Linked DNA regions of Mus musculus: regions 1 and 2 are each linked to region 3. The links are chromatin contacts, called in public Hi-C and promoter capture Hi-C maps. All regions are on one chromosome and are shown on one strand. Each heading gives the region's core, a stretch centred on a gene start, on an enhancer-like site or on the middle of the called end of the contact. The rest is flanking DNA. Distances are from core to core; before and after follow the strand shown.

Region 1 (2,700 bases), core at 82-2,581, 210 kb after region 3:
TATCATTTTAGGTCCTGTGAGGCCACAAACACACACATGTTCCATTACTAACCTTGCTGTCATGATGCAGTGCGTGACTACAGTTCTTTATAAATTATTTTCACTAGGGAAACCATTGTCACATTCTTACGGGCCAGATATGAGCTGTGGAATGGCATCAGACTGTCCTTTCCTTCTTCCATCTCTCTCCTTTCCACACTCATTTAGTAGGTGCACAACCCTGTGTGTATCACAGGTCCTGAAGTGGGATGCTCAGCTTGGCTGAGGCTGAGATGTCAGGGTATAGAAAGGGACACTTTGGAGAAGGCTGGCTCAAGAGGTTCTCCTAGAAGTAAAGTAGGCTGGCGCTTGGGTTCAGCCTGCACCTTTGTCTACCACACCCCTTCATGCCTTCTTCACTTTGTGCCTTTGGGTCCTTATTCCAAATTCTGATTCTCAGAGGCCCACTCTTGCTATCTATCTGTAATTTTTTTTATGCGTCTTCTCTAGAATGATGTAATTACCACCTCCATTTAAATTTTCCATGATTTTTACTTACGTACCATCCTGTCTATCCTGTTTCCCAGAAGTAAGCCCCATGGTGTCAGAACTTCAGAGTCTGTGTTGTTCAATGTTGTTTCCCCAGGACACGGAATAATGAGGGAGGATGTGGGCCTCACGGGTCTCATCCTTACAGCGTAGGGTGAAATGACATTGTGACAACGTCTTAAGGGGCTTTACATGATGTGTGATGTACTTGGATGTTTGTTTTTGGAGAACGGAAAAATTATAATTTCTCTACTCAGTGCTCTCATCTAAAGACCAACTGGACAATCTTTGGGAAATGTTGGGCCTATTCTAGTAACTGAAAAATAAAAAAGGAGAAAGGAGAAGATAGATTTCTTCACATTGTTTTTCTGTCTCATCTAAACGAGAAGGTCTTAAATAGTATCTGGTCATTGACTCAAGCACTTTACGTCCAACATCTTCGTGGTTTAGTGAATTATGTCTTGATGCAGTTGATGATGGTTTATCTTACCCTCGCTCACATGTTTGCTCTCTCCCTGCTCAGGTTCTGCGGTGGATTAATTAAGGACATAAAGAGGAAAGCACCATTTTTTGCCAGTGACTTTTATGATGCTTTAAACATTCAGGCTCTCTCTGCGATTCTCTTCATTTATCTGGCAACCGTAACCAACGCCATCACTTTTGGAGGCCTGCTCGGGGATGCCACCGACAACATGCAGGTGGGTCTGATTTGAGAGAGGACGCAAATAGTCCAGCGCAGACTGTCCTCCTCACCCCTGCTGCTCGGCGAGGAGCAGATGGCCCTTCAGTTACTCAGCGTGACTGTCTTTCTTTTGCTGGATGCTGCACTTTACTTTGCTTCTGGCTCGCTGCTGTATTTCCAGCATGTTAGTAATTACAAAAATAGCTTGATGAAATCTGGCTTGAGTCACAAGTGGGGAAAAGAAGGGGAGGAAATGCGGCTCTATAATTCTATTTGGGCAGAAGCGTCTCAGCTGCTTGGATCCTGTGTGGTGGACAGGGTTTAGAGCTTCCGGGATCTGGAGTGCATGGGCCATATTTGGTTTTCACTTGGTGATCACACTCTTTGGGGATGTGTGCTTACCTGACTCTTTGTCCTTGTTCCAAGAAGAGCAAATGCACACATCAAGCAATGGGGTGGTCTGCTCAAGGCTGGATTGGCATGTCTGTCGGTAGAATTCAGCTTTAGTGAATCCCAGCTGAAGTTATTTCTTCTATTCCTGGACCAGCTCCCCTTGAGCTGTTAAGGACCTGGCTGGGTTAATGTTCTAGTGTTAATCACAACCACAGTTGGTTGGTTACTGGGGAGGTGGTGTTTGCCATCCTTTCACATCAATAATAGCCATGATTTTCATAATAGAAAAGATGTCATATGCTCCCCCCACTCCCACCCCACCCCACCCCAGATCAATTAGAACAACCTGTGGAAATGACTTAAAGTTGATCATGGCATTAGAAACAGTAGGTACTGAATACACAGTGAGTGGAGCTGAATGTGAGTTTAAGCCCTTTCGAACTCTGCCCTTTCCACTCACGTCCCATCAGTGTCCAACCCATGAGGTATTCACACAGCCTACCAGCCAGCATCTTAGTTTGTGAACGCAGCTAATTCCCCCAAATGACCTCTGTTACATTCCTACTTTGCCTCTAGTTATCCATCTATGCTCTCAGTTCCTTTCTAAACGCAAAGATAAGATAGAGTAACATTTTTCGTGGCACCAGGTACTAAGGGATAAGTTTCACAGTCATATGAGTGTGCCTGTCCATTATATGAAGCTGCCCTTCATGCATGTGGCAGTTTTGGACTCAGCTGAGTGATTTTTTTCTTTGGTTCCTCCTACACATTACAGTGTGATGCCACCTGAGCTTGAAGTTGTCTAACGGTTTCCACTCACATAGTGCCTAGGCCTGAGTGACTGGAACAGCTGAGTTCTAGGGACACTCCTCGTGGCATCTCCACAAGACTAGCTTGGGCTTCCTCACAGTATGGCCACCCTTAAAAGCTGAGGCTTCAGGAAAAGAGGTGACCACCATTTATTTTTTTTTATATCATGTGGTTGTAGACCTATCATTGCTTCGTTTTCTGACTTTCACAGATGCACTGAAAATTCAAACTCTCCGTGAGAGCTTTTAGCTCTTAAATATTACCATTGATTAGCATTTTGCTGATCA
Region 2 (2,700 bases), core at 119-2,618, 160 kb after region 3:
TCGCGTGTCTTCCTTATGTTTATCTGCTGGTGTTTCTGGGAGAGGGCTTTCCATCAGGACTGATGATCCCCTCCATGTGACCTTGATAGTCACTCTTGACTCCTTGGGCCTCTCTCTACAAACCCTGACTTGGTTAGTTTTTCTGCCTTCTTCTGTCTCTTCTGGACATGGTCAGAGATCAGAATATTTGATCGTTAATGTGTTGGTAGGTATACACCTGTGGTGGAACTTGAACCCTTAGAATTTTCTTCGACACTCACTGTGGCTCCATTGAGCTTTTACTGATCAGTGCTAATTATTCGTGCCCTCTGACAGGGGACTTGAACTTACATAAGGTCACAGTAATTAGGGTTAAGCATATATGTTTGATACATTTTTAAATACATCTTCTTTTATTGGGGACAACCATCTAGGCAGAAGTTTGTGAACAGGCAGCTGGCAACTGTTGGCTGGGAGAAATTTCTTACTTTGTTGGGTCTCTTCAAACCTGGGCCTATGTAGAGGAAGTTCCAGAGCTAGCGTACAAAGAGAGTTACATCAAATTTTGCCTCAAGGATCTGAATACATTGGTGCATCATCGGCTTCGGTTGCTGATTTTTATATAAAATGTGTGTGGATCAGGTTCTCGAAATCAACCTTCTTTCCCTCGCAGCAGCTTCTCATAGTAGCTGAGGCTGATGTTAAGGTGATGACCAAAGGCGGAGCTCAGAGGTTTTACTCATTCTGTTTTCAAAGTTAGCAAATGCAAGCCAGCGGGTATATCTTGAGAGAAATTATCCGCCCAAACATAGCTGCTACTGAGCCAGTTACTCAGTGAGCTCTTTCTCCTGAGAGCACTTCTGTTGCCTGCTTCCTTCCGGAGGCTGGGAGAGGAGCTTAAACTGACCCACAGTCTTGTCTTCCCTCTGACATGGAGGAGGAGGATGGGGTAGGAGCAAGTTTATGCCTCACATGCAAAAGCGCTCGAAGCCTTTTAAGGCAAAAGAAAATCAGACTTGCAAGTAGATGAAGCTATGGTAACCCCAGGTTTTATTTCTGTAACCTGTTTTAATACCATGAACCTAGTTTTTTTTTTTCCCCTTTCTTTCTTTTTTAACCTATTTTTCCTCTGGCTGGGTGGGGGAAACAGGTTGCCAGGCACAAATTTGTTTTGAAGAAAGCTTTTATAATTAATTAGCCAATGTCCTGGGAGTGAGTTTGGCAGTGAAGTCAAACTCGTCCCGGGTGCTTTTCCAAGTCTGCCTCCCAAACGTCCATCCAACTGCTGCGGAAGTTTCAGATTGAATGATGGTTCTGACTGGATACACTCTGAACAGTTGTGACCTTGCCTCATGGCTCCCGGCAGCTATAGAACTTCCTACTACACAAAAAGACGGGCTTTATGTTCGGTGTACCGAAGAGGAACAGATTGGTTCTTCCTGACAGCCACGGGATGACACAATCTGAGGGCATATTTTAAATGAGATTCTGTTTGGGGAAAGCAGAAGAAACAAATCTGTGGGCTGCACTTTTTCTTCCTCGCTCTGCCAAGCCCCATGCACTCAGAATTTCAGTAGTGGCTGCCCGATAGAAAAATAGCTCCAAACAGTTAAGAGCAGCAGAAAAGCATAGCCCCAATGGAGCGATCCAGTGCCCCAGCCGCATCCCTGCTTGAATGTGATGTTTATTAAGCAGAAAAACACCTGCGAGGAGTACCTTAACAAATACATCTGGAACACATAGACTTGTGCATCTCAATATATAATCTGGTTCTCTTTTCTTCCTTCCTTCCTTCCTTCCTTCCTTCCTTCCTTCCTTCCTTCCTTTCTTTCTTTCTTTCTTTCTTTTTCTTTTTTCTTCCCTCCCTCCCTCCCTCCCTCCCCCTCCTTTCTTCCTTTCTTCCTTCCTTCCTTCCTTTCTTTCTTTCTTTCTTTCTTTCTTTCTTTCTTTCTTTCTTTCTTTCTTTCCTTCTTTCTTTCTTTCTTTCTTTCTTTCTTTCCTTCCTTCCTTCCTTCCTTCCTTCCTTCCTTCCTTCCTTCTTTCTTTTTAGTTGTTGCTCTGGAATGTTCTTTTGTAGGAGCCAGCTAATTTTCCAAGTTGTCTTTGCTTGGCCTTCTGTATTCCTTTGTTCCTTCTCTGATCTTTGAGAGATGGAGCTGCAGGACAGACGCGATGCAGAAGCAAGGCTTGGCTATTGATTTCCATGATGATGTGGGAAGACAGACAGTAGTTTGCCGTTCTCCTTCCTAGCACCAGGGATCATATCTAGGGTTTGGTACCTAAGGTACAAGTCTGCAAGCACTGAGATACATCTGCAGCGCTAATATGCGATCTTCATCATTATCTTGTTAGCTTTAAGTCTCAGAGATGCTTATATAGCTTTATAGGGCTTGACTCCCCACGCCGAGAATGGTGCAGTAGTAGCTGACACTTGCAGGTTCAATGTTAGGGGTAGAGATTGAAGCACTTTGCAGGGTCCAAGGAATACATGGAAGGGTCATGTGACCTTGTAACGTCTTATCTGGTTACCTCATTGTTTAACAGCATTATCAGACAAAGTATTACATAGATCTCCTGGAGGAATTTGATCTAGGATTCGTGTTCTGAAAGTATAGCAGGATTATTTTAAGCATTATCTACTGTCTATTATCTTTAAATATACTCGGAAGCCTTGATTTTTATTTTTGAAGTGGTGTTGGTCTTTTATAGAAATAAGTATCT
Region 3 (2,845 bases), core at 233-2,732:
GTGGGGCCACGTTTCCCTGGCCCTCGGCCTGTGTCAATGACCAGGCTGATTAGGGAGCTCCTGAGTTGGGAGGGCGGCTTACTCTACATGTGACCTGTTGGTCTGTGGGAGACAAAGCTGTGATCAACCACGTTTGTCAGCTTTGCTGTGCCGATCTCTCTCTTCCTTTTCTTAATATATCTCTCCAGAGCTTCAGCACTGTGCATGGTTAAGCCAGTGACCACCGTTGTTCTTCCTCACTTCCTGTGGGGACACAAGGCCCCCCAGGGACCTCTGTGAACTTGGGAAGGGAATGGTTACAAACTTTCCTTCCTTCTCCTCTTGCCATCCATCGGCTGTAGTGAACACATGTTGCCAAAAGATGGCAGTGCACTTTACAGAGCTGAGATGGCTCTGTCACCCAGGACTCTGACAGCTGTATGTTGCTCTTTATATACACCTCGCAAATACGGACAGCACATTTTACAAAGTAACAAAAGCACCGATAAAAATGCTGTTGGTTAAAAAAAAAACAAAAAAACAAAAAACAAAAGAAAACATCGTGTTTGCAGCGAGCTTATAATAAAGAATGATTCTCTACCTCTTAGAAGTGAGGAGGACAGGGGAACATTGTTTAGGCATTTTTGTGCTGTTCTGGAGTAGAAATCTGTGGTGTGCTATGTTCTATCTTTTATCTGACTTAAGGTCAGCCAAAGAGCCGGGAGAGCCTAGTTTTGAGGTTTGAGCTTTGTGATACCTTTAGACTGTAAGCAAAATTCCCCAGCAACACTGTTCATAATTACCACAACAGCAATGGCTGATATAAAAGTCTTCACTCTCGGTATTTTTCCACGTTTTATACATATCTGTGCCTCAGGGCATGTGAGTGCAGAATTGTTTAGCATATGCTGGGTACAGAAAAGCTTCTATAAATGGAGAGGTGATGGGTTCATTGGATGTCATCAACAAACCAAATGGCGAGGATAGAATATAATGTTTAAATACAAGGTTAACTAATAAAATTGAAGCTGCGTGCACTGATTGAACCAGTGATGTCAAACTCTAGTTTGGACATGCTGACAGCCGGAGTCATTCTGCTCCCTGGTGCCACCTCTGGAAGCAGGCAGAAGTCCCTGACAACAGAGACTGTGGGGGAGATAGGCTGGCTCTGGATACCGCTGGCTGCCAGCTCTAGCACAGCCCCTCTATACTGTGGAGAGCATGCTGAGGTTAAAGTGTTCGTTCCACAAAATAGATGCCACAATCCGAGGACACGCAGCATAACTGTCATTCCCGGGGTGACAGGGAAACAGGTGGCTCCAACTCAGGCAGCAGCCTTTTTGCTAGTGCACCTCTTGGCAAAAGCCCCAGGCTAAGAGAGAACTGTGCTGCATGAAGTTCTAACTCTGAAACCAGATGCTGTTACCATAGAGACGAGTGAACTGCTACCGTGGGAGGCGCGATAGGGAAGCATGGGAGAGGGAGACAGGAGGGCAAGTGAGGCGAATCTAAAGGCTAGCATACCCGTAGACCTTCAACCTTTAACAGCCCTGGGACTAGCAGGCTGGTGCTCTTGAAGCTTGTGCGCTGGCGGCCTGCCACTTGCTGACTGGCTGAGTGGCAGCTGCTTGCGCTGTGAGTACTAGTCTGCGAGCACGTTGGCAGTTGGCAAGGGCTCAGGGGGGGTGGGATCTCAGAGGGCTGGAATGTGGATGGGTGCTCTGGGCCTAGTGGCTGACAGTTTTGCACAAATGTTTCTCGTGCCGGACTTAAGTCACCCTCACAGGCCTGCTCCGTGATTAGGACCGGCTGGTGAGAACCTGCCCATTTGGCAGATGATTTGACATGGGTTCCAGTTAAAGCATTTTGCTATCCCAGAAAAATGGAGATTTAGAACCCCCTCCCCCCACCTTTTCCCCTCACCATGGGTCTGGACTTGTATAGAAGGGGTTTAACTTCTCCAATCAGAGGCCATGTGATATGAAGCTTGCCCTCCCTCACCCCTGAGGCTGGTAAGGAGCTTCCAGAGCCACTCTGCATTTTGCCTCACGCTGGCTATGTGAGCAACAGTATGCTTCCTTCTCTGATTTCAGCAAATGCAGGGCACGTGCGAAGGACATTTTAAAGGACAGATTTGGGGGCCTGATTACGGACTGGATGAGTTAATTTCTTCCTAGTGATTTATAGAGGGAGGGGGGAACTGGTTAGGTCAGCCACTTTACATGGTATCTCTCTCTGTCTTACTAATAATAGCCAGCAACTGCTAAGAAATGTAAGGCTGAATAACTGATATTTGTCATGTAAAGAGGAGGGACTGCCTCTGCCCCGTGCAGAAGGCCAAAGGCATCAGGATGACTTTGCTCTTGAGGAAGAGGAACGCCGCCAGGCTGTGTGCTTTTGCCCTGTTTCACTCGCTCCTTTTTGGCAGAGAAGAGGCCTATTTGTGGGCATTCTGTATGAGCCGTCAGAGAAAACGAGGCTCTGATGACTTGCTATGTATAGTCTTGACGGGAATGTGAAATATGCACCAAAGAGCCAAGGAATGCACCCAGCGTGACCCCCACTCCGTGCTCAGACGGTGGGGTTGGGTTGTTTTCTCAACTTGGCCGGAGGGCTTGGGTGCTGACCTTTTTACCTTCCCTTCCAATCTCTTGGGTTTCTTGCTTCCCTTTTGCTTTACATGTGGCATATAATTTTTGGAACAAGCTTCGATATCTAGGTTTAGAAAATATATCAAGAGACAACAGGATGCTTTAAGATCCTGCCTGATGGATAAGAGGGTCCAAAATGGCGTCTACAGTCGGTTGTGTTGGACTCAGCATGCTGACTGACCTGGGGTTAGTTCTATTTTCCGGAGGGAGGATAA

Evidence for each region. Hi-C and Micro-C count contacts between places; a contact is called where the count stands out from the background. Capture Hi-C pulls out chosen DNA fragments and counts their contacts.
Region 1: a contact with region 3 is called in a Hi-C map of cerebral cortex, with 4 times the contacts expected there. The contact joins two enhancer-like sites. A contact is called at or near these places in 19 of 484 Hi-C or Micro-C datasets (the HL-1 cell line, brain, brown adipocytes and 10 more) and 7 of 115 datasets of contacts at active chromatin or transcription factors (SST interneurons, cardiomyocytes, embryonic stem cells and 4 more).
Region 2: a promoter capture Hi-C map of adipose tissue shows a contact between it and region 3, with 4 times the contacts expected there. The contact joins two enhancer-like sites. A contact is called at or near these places in 3 of 484 Hi-C or Micro-C datasets (the HPC-7 cell line, cerebral cortex and olfactory sensory neurons), 2 of 115 datasets of contacts at active chromatin or transcription factors (heart atrium and kidney) and 1 of 9 other capture datasets (adipose tissue).

What each region holds. Positions count from the first base shown.
Region 1 is chr5:89,134,595-89,137,294 of GRCm38.p6, forward strand. It overlaps Slc4a4 (solute carrier family 4 (anion exchanger), member 4), which reads left to right. Exons shown (of 27, transcript NM_001359211.1): 13 at 1,052-1,226. Among named protein-coding and RNA genes, the nearest start is that of Gm35855, 90 kb to the right of the region's middle. Within about 2 kb of position 1,332, at least 21 of the 459 cell types and tissues checked have an H3K27ac peak or open chromatin away from gene starts, as enhancers often do. A contact at or near this core is called in cerebral cortex and cortical neurons, where this site is marked.
Region 2 is chr5:89,087,288-89,089,987 of GRCm38.p6, forward strand. All of the region lies in intron 8 of Slc4a4 (solute carrier family 4 (anion exchanger), member 4), which reads left to right. Among named protein-coding and RNA genes, the nearest start is that of Gm35855, 140 kb to the right of the region's middle. Within about 2 kb of position 1,369, at least 17 of the 459 cell types and tissues checked have an H3K27ac peak or open chromatin away from gene starts, as enhancers often do. A contact at or near this core is called in adipose tissue and cerebral cortex, where this site is marked.
Region 3 is chr5:88,928,354-88,931,198 of GRCm38.p6, forward strand. The region is part of intron 1 of Slc4a4 (solute carrier family 4 (anion exchanger), member 4); the gene reads left to right. Among named protein-coding and RNA genes, the nearest start is that of Slc4a4, 43 kb to the left of the region's middle. Within about 2 kb of position 1,483, at least 131 of the 459 cell types and tissues checked have an H3K27ac peak or open chromatin away from gene starts, as enhancers often do. A contact at or near this core is called in adipose tissue, cerebral cortex and cortical neurons, where this site is marked.